2 separate regions of the Mus musculus genome follow, and region 1 is linked to region 2. A link is a contact called in public HiCAR-type data. All regions are on one chromosome and are shown on one strand. Each heading gives the region's core, a stretch centred on a gene start, on an enhancer-like site or on the middle of the called end of the contact. The rest is flanking DNA. Distances are from core to core; before and after follow the strand shown. Region 1 holds the start of Gmds (GDP-mannose 4, 6-dehydratase). Region 2 holds the start of Dusp22 (dual specificity phosphatase 22).

Region 1 (5,432 bases), core at 86-2,585, 1.7 Mb before region 2:
GATTTTTATGATTTTTTTCTGTTAAATTTTTTACTAGACAGATAAATTCCTAGTATTCATTAGTATGATAGAAGGTGTCAGACCTACAGAACAAATGGGACATATCTCTCCTAAGTATTCATTTTTTTCTATTTATCCTTACATTACAACATATTTACATAAAACTAAATCAATAGTTAAAGATCATCTAGATTTTAGACATTTCTTGCCTTAAGGAATATATTTCCCCAACTTCTAGGTCTCATTTTCCATATAGAATGCGCTAGAGGAAAGGTAAAAATATTAAACCAGACAAGCCTATGTATAAAGTTTGGAATGTTTCCGAGGAGTTTGGGCACTCTGGTTTTGGAACTACAGGTTTGTATCATATCTAGCAGGTTCTATTGGGCCCTGTCCTAGTAGCTCAGTTTGCAAAGGGAAAGACGGTTTGAGGATGTTTATTGGAGAGATAAGCTGGACAGTATGTGTGTACGTGTGTATGTGTGTGTGTTTCTTCCCTACACCCTTGTCCCTATGTCTGAGTCCTTTGTCAGCCTTTCTCAGTCAGTGAATCTGTCAGTGTGCATGCACTAAATAGAAACAAGTTCAAAAGACACTGCAACAACCCCACCTCATGAAATTTGTACAGGTTTTACTGACCTGTGGATTTTTGTCAATTGTTTCCTTATGCAGGATGGGGGCGGGGCCAGAAACTTCCAGCCCTCGAAGTAAATACTGTTCCTTGAACGGAATTACCGGGAACCCCCAAACTAGTCCAAACATTAGCAAACTGCTAATGTTCACAGAAGATTCACAGGTTAGAGTAGCCTTGAAACTCTAGTGCCTTCGAGAAATGTTAAAACTGACCTGCTCACAAAGACAATGAAGCAGATTTCTAGAAATTTAATAAGGTCGATGACTCCAGCCTTGGATACCTAGATTTGGATTTCAGAGCTCTTTCCTACCGAGAAGGTCAGCTCGTCATTCCTCCTGGCATCATGGGGCGATATGAGGATTCCCGGAGACCGAGGCCCATGCAGGCCATATCCTCTACTCTGACCGCAGACTTACATCCTTCCTCTTCCAGGGGCCCGGCGCCCTCAGGCCCCGCCCCCAGAGAGGCGTGGCTCAGCGCGGAGACCCCGGCAGGGGCGGAGCTGTCGGGGGCGCTGCTGACGCGTCGCTGCTTGGGCGAGTGACGCGGCGCCAGCCAGGCCTCAGCCCGGCTCGCGCCGCCCGCCCCGACTAAGCTGGCCCGCCCCTCGCTCCACGCCCGGCCTCCCGCGCGCCCTGTCAGACCGTGGCGGCCGCTGCAGCTCCGTGAAACGACTGGCGCGCGCACCCTGGTCCCTGCCGGCCCGCGGCTCGTTCCACTCCGCCTTCCTCTCGGCCGCACGCTCACCCGCCTGAGGCGACATGGCTCAAGCTCCCGCTAAGTGCCCGAGCTACCCGGGCTCCGGGGATGGCGAGATGGGCAAGCTCAGGAAGGTGGCTCTCATCACTGGCATCACCGGACAGGTGAGTGCGGGGCGGGGACGAGCGGCCTGTAGCCCGGGGGCACGTGGGCCGCCTCCCCGCGCAGGGCCGCTGTGCCACCGGGAACTGCGCTCCACGAGTCCCGGAAGGTGTGAGCGGCTGCGGGATGGGACAGCTTCAGCCCCAGCAGCATGGCTCTCTGATCCTTCTGGGGGTGTGAGCTGGTGGTGCTAAGCAACCGGACCACTCTGCTCCACCTGTCCCCTGGGTGACTGTAGTTTCTTTCCTGGAGCCCAAGTGAGCTCTTGGAAGGAATTTCGTACTTTGTAGATCCTGGTGCAGGGAAGGAAAGGGGCGAGGAATATGTCAGTATGTGGAGTCCCAAAGTGAGACCGACTTTTCTAATTCCAAAGGCATGAACTCCTTGGGTGAGGTAATTAGGCTGTGCTGTCTTGAATGTTGGGACCCCATGGCCTATGCTAGGCATGACTAATTTATGACAGTCATCTCATAGAGGTATGGCAACAGATAAGGCTAACCACTGCCTTGTCAAGTTGTGTAGAGTGAGATTCAGGGGTGTTGAAGTAATGTCCTTGTTACTTGCTGTAGGGCATCTGTTTTCTGTGTATCCCAGGACATCTGATGGTGGTCAATGCTAAAGCGAAGATGGTAAAGATGATAATAAAGCTAATATGGCCCACACCAGCATACTTACCATATCGGAGTTACTTGGTTAATACTGACTAGTTAGCTTCCATACAACAAAGTCCTTATTTCCAGTTTAAGATTGAGGAAAATGAGTTTGAATTACCTGAAGCCCAACAGGTAGGAAGTGTATTGTTGGGGTTGGAAGTGGTCTTAAAGTTCTCTCGTTTTACCAAAGAGCAGATACACAGTTCCCAGACATTAGACTATTTCAGTTACTAGCTACTGATCATTCTTTCAGTTATCATTGCATCTTGTTTAAGGTACTTTCGATAAATAAACGTTTACCAACTAGTAAGATAGAAGAGGTAGGAAAAGGGTCCAGGGTTGAGGATAAAAACGTCAAGTCAGGGACTCCTCAGGGGTGCTCTACCATAGAACTGTGCACCCCCCCCCATGTCACCTCTCTTTTCTAATGCTAGAGATCTTTCAGATGGTTCTCTTTTCCCAAGTTTTCAGACTGGTTCTTAAGCCCAGATGTTAACTGCATTCACATACTCTCTAAAGTAAACTTTCACTTAGTATTATCAAGAAATTGAGTTAGGATGTTGTGTGCCATGTTAGTATGGCGTATAGCAATGTAAGCGGCCAGCATTTTGTATCAGTGCAGCTTAGAAGTGGAATCTCATTAAATAGTTGAAAACTGTTGTTTGGTAGATACTTCATGGGAAGGAAGCCTTGGAAGTGCCCACCACTCCTACCCCCAGCAAGGATTCTCCTGAAGTACTATCAATACTTAAAAATACCACTTCCTGACCAGGAGTTTTGGGTTTCTCATTTCATTTCAGACTCCAAACACCTGCTGTGCTTTCAGGTTTGAAAACTTAGATGCCTTTGAGCTCTGCCCTACTACCCATCACTTCCCTGACACATCACCTCCTTGACACTCCTCTGTATTTTTTTCCTTGCTTGCTTGAGTTGACCAGGTTTGTCAACAGCTTTAAGAAAAGATTTTCTCATTTTCATCCTAGTTCCTCCCACACGGCTTTAGGTAGTGGGCCTTGAAAAATGTTGACTGACTTTCACTACGAACAGAATGCATTTTTAATGTTCATCTGTAGTGTGCAGGCCTTTTGAGGCTGCTCTGGTACAAGCTATGTAATATATATCCTGTCCCTACTAAGATCTTTGAGGAGCTGAAGACAATGCATATGAAAAGGCAGCGCCTGTAGAATAGTATTACTCAAGACTGTAAGGGAAATTACAGTATGAGTGAGTATTCCCTTGTGCTTTTGCCAACTTGACATAAGTTAGGGTTATTTGGGAAGAGAAACCTCAGCTGAGGAAAATGCCTCCATTGGATTGCTTGTAGGCAAGTCTGTAAGGCTTTTTCTTGATTAATAATTGATATGGGTAGGCCCAACTCATAGTGGGACTGATAGGGACTCCTGAGACAGGTGGTCTGGAGATGTATAAGAAAGCAGGCTAAGCATTTCTCCATGGTTTCTGTTGAGTTTTTGTCTCTAGTTCTTGCCCTGACTTCCTTCAGTGATGGGGTATGACCTGAGGACTGTAATATCATCATGGCAGGGAGCATGGCAGTAGGCAGTTCTGGTGCTAGAGAAGTAGCTACATCTTGATCCATAGGCAGAGACAGAGACAGAGACAGAGACAGAGACAGAGGCAAAGAGAGAGAGAGAGAGAGAGAGAGAGAGAGAGAGATATCGTAGTGAAACACTGTCTTCTAGAAGGTTATATGTCTTAATTCTTCTCAAATAGCATCACTCTGTGACTACTAAGCATTCAGATATATAAGCCTACGGGGGCCATTGTAACTCAGACCAACCACCACAGTATCTTACCTGTCCTTGTGATTCTGAGTGGCTTTCTTTGTGTTATAGAGTCTATATATGCCTATCTAATGTGCTCCTGGAGCTGAATGTATTTTAGTATTGAGGAAGGAGTGCTGGGGATAGAGCTTTCTCAGTTTGTTATGGTTCTGGTCCTTGCCTATCCTTTGAAACAGGCTCTTATAAATCTTTTGCTAGACAAAAACCATTACTAGGTGTGTAGGCAAACCAAGATAATTTGGCTGTGATTCCTTGGCAGGAGTCTAATATAAGGAGTGAGGCATACCATTTACCTGTCAGCATTCTGGATGCTTGGTAGGTAATTATTTGGGCCAGGGTTCAGGAGTCATGAACTTTAGTAGAATGATTATGGAAGACTAACATTTTATATAGTTTGTATCACGTGACCCCAGATGGTACCTAATTTTAGAAACTATGTTTGCTGATCTCAAGAAATTTCTTTAAATGACAGTGTTCACTATGCAGTGCAGGCAGACCTGTAATTCACTTTGTAGCCTAGGCTGGCCTCAAATTCATAGCAATCTTCCTGCTTCGGCTACCTGAGTGCTGTGTGTAGTATAAATTTACAATCCTAATAAGCCTGTATAAAAGACACACAATCCAGATATTTTATTTATAAGTCTATGCCTAGATTGGGCATATCTAGGGCTACACTAACTTATTTCCCAGCTATAATGCCCCTTGTTACTTGCTATTTCTCCAGGCCATGCCATTCTGATCCATGGTGGCTTCCTCCTCCCCCCCACCCCCTACAATCCCCTCCTCTCAAACCTCCAGTCCTTTCCCCCTCTATTGCCCAGTCACAGGCTCTAGTCTTTTATTGACTGGTTAAATTGGGGAGAAGGTTCACAGGGCATCACTTGAGTATGTGAGCATCTGCTCATTGGGGGCAACCACATCTTAAGGAACCAGTATTTAGCATTAGAAATACAAGCAGCATCAGACCAACCCACTACAGCTGTGATTACATGTGTTAGTAGTTTGGTTTTAAAAGTGGCTATAAATCTGAGAAGTGCTTTTTATGCTCCTTGGGTACCATGATCAGCTAGTACAGAGAGCTACAGTTAAGGAGGCCAGAGAAGTGGAATACTGTGTCTCCTGACAGGCATGCTGACGCTCTACCTATTTTCCTCAGTTTTTCCCTGAGGGCTCTAACGGTAAAGAGGTAAAAGTAGTGAAGAGACACCTTTTCCCCCTATAAACTTCTTCGTACTGACCCTCAAGAGCAGTAGCCAATAATGAAATCCATTATTATTATTTTGGGGGTGGAAGAGTTATACCAGAAGTGAGGTTGGAAGTAGCTGATTCATGTGATTCTCCAAGGTAGTTATTGTCTGGGCTGTGCCTTGGAAGTACATTATTGGAGGAAATTTACACCTGGAGCATGCTGTGATCTGAGGTTGTGTGTTCATGTCAGCATTCAGTGTGGTGGAGGGAAGAGGATCGATTGCGTGCTCATTA
Region 2 (5,766 bases), core at 81-2,580:
ATACTGCCACCTTCGCTGAGAAGTATGAAAAGAATATCCCTTAGGCAATCAATCACTTGTATACCTAAACCCATTCTTTCAATTAGAATATAAAATACTAGAAACCAAATGCAGAAAGGGACAGTAAACAGTGGCGCCAACTAGAAATGTCAAGGGAAAGCAAGCAGAGTCTGTCAGCCCCAGGCGGACATCTTCAACCGGTCTAATTTTAAAAGCAGAAAGCTCAGAGCGATGACTGATCCCTGTGCTAATGGGAACATAATACAAGCATATATTCATGAGAGGGAGTTTGTTTCAAATTTGATCACTGGCGAAAATAATAATAATAATAATAATAATATAATAATAATAATAAAATAATAAAATCCTAGTCACCAACACACAAAAGTCACAACGCACAAAAACATGGAGACTGTGCAAGGAGCATGCAGGCTTCCATCAAAGACATGTTCGTTCCCTCCTCGGTCTTGGATCTCTGCCTCAATAATCATTCCCATGGAAGTAACTAAACCACTGCAGAGCCCCTCGCCACAAAGCAGAGACAAATGTGAAAGGGTGAAGAAAGAAGGGGAGAAAGCGAGCCACACCGTTAGAACCTATAAACATGATGGATAAAGTAAGTGGAGACAAGATGGGGGGTAACACCAGAAGCTAACCAAACCCAGGACCATTTAAAATACTTGTAGAAGTACTTGTCTTAGTCCTGGGCATCCAGAGCCTTAGTAAGATTTCTCTTTGAACCAGCAAGTTCCTTAACCTTGAGACTGACACAAATAGAACCCGGAGGACTGTCACCGCCAGATCATCCTCAATCTAGGGGGTAGGGGTGAGAAAACCGGCCCAGAAGGTTTGGGCCACCACAGGGGCAAAGAAAGAGTTTCTAGAAGGCCTTGCGGCCACAACAGCCAGCCAACAGGTTGCCCTAAGGAAGCCCCACAACCCAGGGTCAACCAGCTCCAGACACCGAAAGCCATGTCAGTTCTAGGGTTTCCGTGAACTTCCCCCACCAGAGTGGCTTATCTGTGCACGCGCACACAAATCTGGGGAAAAGAGGAAATTACAGAAGCCGCCCATCTGGCCCGGTTCACCAATGCTGTGGGTGGCAGACGTCAAGGGGCCCGGTCTCAGGGGAGGGAGACAGACCAGCTCCAGCATGGGTCCCCCGCTCTCAAAGGGGCACGCTGTGCGGGTCAGGGCTGCGGAGGCTGCAGAAAAGAGGGTGCGGCCGGGACCGGACGTTACCTGGCTCATCCCACTCCCCATGGCCGCGCCGGGCTCGCCGCTCCGCGCTCGCGGGAGGAGACCGGGCGCGCAGCCGGGCGGGCAGGCGGGCGGGGCAGCGGGAGGCGGCGCCAGGGCGGCGCTCGCTGCGCGCTCCACCCGGGACGCGGCATTACTGTCCGGCCGTGCGGACGTCGGGGACAGCGGCCCTCGCCCCCGCGGCCGGACGCCCAGCGCGCACGCGCTCGTGCTCGCGCATGAGCCCCAGCCTACAACCCTGCAGTTTGCGCACGCGCGCCGGGTGGGGGGTGGGGTGGACGGAGGCAGGCGCAGCGGTAGGGGGGTCCCCAAGTCCCTAAAGGCGGTTTCCCCTGGGGCTCCCTGGTGCCAGTTACGGGCAGTGTCTCAGGCCTTGACTCCCCTGTTAGAGGGGCTCCCCTGTCTGGGTTTTCTGAGCCAACAAGGCGGGGGATTCCTGTGGGCCCTGCCCCACCCAACTCAGACCGAGAAGGAGCATGCTCTGGGAAAGGTGGGCTAGGTGACTCACCTCTGCAGAGACGTGACCCTGGTCGAGGAGAGGAACCCAACTGTCTCTAAATGGTCTTTTTCAGGGCAGTGTGTTGCAATGACTACCCCCAGAAAGCCCCCACGTACCTGCACTGCGGTTTTGTCTAGCGTGTGCATGCATTCTAGCATGTGGGCCATCTATCATCCTTGGTAATTTTTTTTTCCCCGAGACATCTGTGTAGCCCTGGCCCTGGCTGTCCTGGAACTCACTTTGTAGACCAGGCTGGCCTCGAACTCAGAAATCCACCTGCCTCTGCCTCCCGAGTGCTGGGATTAAAGGTGTGCACCTGGGATTAAAGGTGTGCACCACCGTGCCTGGCTTATCCTTGGTAAAATTTTAATTTCCTTTATAGGCACTAAGACCTGGGGGTTTGAACATCCCTTTCACTTGGGTAACCCAAGACCCTCAGAAAACACAGATACTTAACATTACTATTTAAAACAGTAGCAAAATTACAGTTATGAAAATAATTACAGTTATGAAAATAATTTTATGGTTGGGGGTCACCAAGTTATGAGTAGCCATATTAAAGAGTCACAGCATTAGGAAGATTGAGAACCACTGAACTAAAGGTTTCTCATTTCCATTTTGTATTCTTGACAACGCCCTACACCCAGTAGATGCCAGTACTTGTTGAATGAAGATAATGCCATGTTTCAAGCCCAATTCTGCTGGCCTTAGATCACCCTCCCCCTTCCTGGAATCAGCCCCAGGGGCTGCTCTGTTTTTTCTTAGACATCCTAGGCTTGATCTTACACAGGGTCCTGTGTTACTGACATCTCAACGCCCAATTCTTTGCATAGCTTTTTTGAGGTCTTAGTACAAAGGTCATCTCCCCATAGATTCTTCTCTCAACTAAAGCATCCAGTTTATAAGATATACTCCAGGTACCTATGACATTACTGTGTCATATTTTTTTCATACACTTAGGATCAGAAATTATACTTAATTGCTTAATATTGACCTATCTCATAAGCTAATAACTTCCTGAAAGAGGTCTTTCTGTCTTATTCACTACTTAGTCATATGTCTTCTGGGGCAGAAGCTAGCATAACATAGACTAAACATATGCCAAAATAATTAATGGGGATCTTGGCTGAGAAACCAGTGGGGAGGTTCTAAAAACAAACAAACAAACAAACAAGCAAGCCAGCCAGAAAAAAAGAACTGCTGTTGAGCTGGCCTAGCTGGGAAAGTTACTCACTGCCAAGCCAGATGACCTGAATTTTGTCCCTGACAACCACACAGTGGAAAGAGAGAACCAAGTTTTGTAAGTTGTCCTCTGACCATAGTTATGAGTGCACACACACACACACCCTAATAGATAAATAAAAATAAATAGTAAACAAAAAATGTGAAGAAAAGTATTTAAAAATTTAGAGTGCTAATAAATATTTGGGAAGAGCTTGACTCTGTCTAGTATGGTTGCTCTCCCTGTACACTCGTGTCCTGGGCAATACAAGGCACTCCCCCCACCTTCCCTTCCCTCCCTCAGTGTGCACTTGCATTGTTTCCTCCCTGGGGGATGAGATTCTGGTCTACTTCTGCTCCTCCTCTTTACAGGACTGGTCCTGCACTATCACCCTCTCATCCTCTTCCTCCTAATCACATGGGAAACCTACCCCCTCCCCTCTGTACCATAGTGTCATTATGCAATTATGCCTGCTGCTTAGAATCAGCATAGTTAAGGGACTCTAGTAGGGAAATCCCATGGTCAGCTTCTATCCCCAACTCCTAGAAAGATCATGGACCAGATGAGTCACTTTCTCAGCATTTGCCTCCTTACACGATCACTAGATGATGTGTTTAAAAGCAACTGGCCAGTGTTTATTCCTCTTCCTTCTCTTTAGGCTGTTGTTTTCAATAGAAAGGTGGACTTCTCCAAGCACAATTTGTTTATAGGTTGGTCTACACCCGTAAATCACAAGCGCAAATCATGTTTTTTCATCTGCCATCTATTTGGAATACTTCTCTCTGTGCCTATGCTTCTGTTGCTGTTATTGTTAATATTATTACTATTATACTTTAGATGACGAATTCCTCATTCCTGTCCCCTGACAGTCAGAGTTAGCATTCCTGCCTGCATTTGACTCTGCTCTTTCTAGCATACTCATCTCAAATCCTCAGGTTTCGTTTTTGAGAAGAGGAGGGAAAAAAAGAGCATCAGAAGTCGAGAGTCCGGTGGGTGATGGGCTGACTGATCAGTTGCTATTGCTTGATTGATTGCGAGACTTTCTTAACAAGAGTCTTTGTCTCCTCTCACTCCCTAGCTTCATCTTAGAACTTAAACCCACAGCCCAAATGAGTAGTTGTATGTCATATGCCTCGGCCAAAGCACGACTGAAAGGAAAAGAAAGGCAGACACTGGAGTGCAGGAAGAAGACACAAGGCAAAGCCCAGAATTCAAAAGTAGAAGCACAGATTGTTTTCTTTGTTTCTGTGGCTCTGTCCAGAAGAAGGAGGCTCAGATGACTACTTAAGGCCTCGGAATCTCCCCAATAGCCTGGCCGTGTGGTTGGCCTCTGTGGAGAATGACCTCATCCTTCAGAAGGAAGGCCACCTGTTCCCAGCCCTCAATCAGCCTTCTAAATATGTTTCCTTCTTTCTGACAAGAGTCTTGGAGAGCTCAGATCTCAGAGCTTCAGGTATGTGCAGTGTGTTTCAGAGAAGGACCATACGACTGGTTCCCAGGTGAGCAGGCAGGGCATCCAGAGGAAATAGTGAGAAGATTCTAAATCAATATCATGTAAAGACAGAACCTTGAGTTCCTAATGGTGGGTGGAAAATGGTCCTTTTTAAAACACACACACACACACACACACACACACACACACACACACACACACACACACACACAAGTTGAAGACTATTTGCCAGGTACTGTCAGCACAGCCAGCCCTTGCCAAAAGGCCAGTTATTTGTTTACTTATTTATTTGTTTTGGTGTTGATGATAGAAGCCAGGGCCTCAAACATACTCCAGCACTGAGTTATACTGCCACCCTCAAGAAAAGTTGTTCTATGTGACATCCAGCATATAAAGCAATTCCCAATCCGAGAACCTTTATATGTTAGATAAGGAAAAAAACACAACCAGGATATTGTTAAATTTCTCTCTTAGATACTTTTCTATTGCTGTGTAAGACACTATGGCCAATGCAACTCTGCACTCCCTACCTTCCTCCTCCCTCCCCTTCCTCCTCTTCCTTTTCACTTTCTCTTTATTTGAGGGATGGTCTTGTGATGTAGATGATTCTCTATACCCAAGGCTATCCCCAAACTCAACAATTTCCTGCTTCTGCCTCCCAGGTGCTAGGACAATGTGTGTGCATTGTCACACTCAACTCTTTTTTTTCTAAAGCAATATCATTTGTATGTGTGATGGTTCTTGTAATTAGGAGTGACCAAACACCTATTGACTCCCCTTAAAAAAAAAGATACAAACTGACTTTAATAGAGCAAGGGAGAGGGGTTGTAAGGAGAGGGAAAGCAGAGAAAGGGGATAGAAAGGTAAGGAAGAGAGGACGGAGGACTAGGGAGGAGAGCACTAATCTTGCAATGGTGCTTTCCTGCACTGCTGGGCTCCACTCCTCCATATGTTGCTGACTAGTCAGACCTCAGTGTTTTCTAGGGTTCCTCTCCTTGATATTCTGTTGCCTGAGCTTTGGGTAAGACACCTTGCCTGGCATAGCCACTTCCTCATGGATATTGTTTAGTTGTTATTTTCCTTGCTTGGCATGGTTTAACCTAAATACCTCTCTATGCCTGTTGAGAAGGAGACTATAACAATGAATTTGTCCCTCTAAAATGTTTAGGTGAAACCTTTTTATGGTTGGTAACTCTATTCCCAAACAACTAGCAAAATCTGAACCACTTTATCTTGGTATTTGACAGACAGGACTGATGTAAGATCCAACTAGAGCCTTGCTCTATTACACACCTCCTCCTCTGCCACCACTGCCAGGGTCTAGCCTTGGTA

The links. HiCAR-type assays count read pairs that join an accessible place to other places.
Region 1: a HiCAR-type map of astrocytes shows a contact between it and region 2, with 3 times the contacts expected there. The contact joins the promoter of Gmds here to the promoter of Dusp22 in region 2. A contact is called at or near these places in 1 of 484 Hi-C or Micro-C datasets (embryonic stem cells) and 1 of 115 datasets of contacts at active chromatin or transcription factors (astrocytes).

What each region holds. Positions count from the first base shown.
Region 1 is chr13:32,334,447-32,339,878 of GRCm38.p6, reverse strand. Gmds (GDP-mannose 4, 6-dehydratase) reads left to right here and starts at 1,335. Exons shown (of 11, transcript NM_146041.2): 1 at 1,335-1,497. The coding sequence starts at 1,396.
Region 2 is chr13:30,655,623-30,661,388 of GRCm38.p6, reverse strand. It overlaps Dusp22 (dual specificity phosphatase 22), which reads right to left and starts at 1,330. Exons shown (of 7, transcript NM_001037955.4): 1 at 1,243-1,330. The coding sequence starts at 1,263. Gm35158 (a long non-coding RNA gene) reads left to right here and starts at 1,346. Exons shown (of 3, transcript XR_382157.3): 1 at 1,346-1,938; 2 at 4,060-4,434.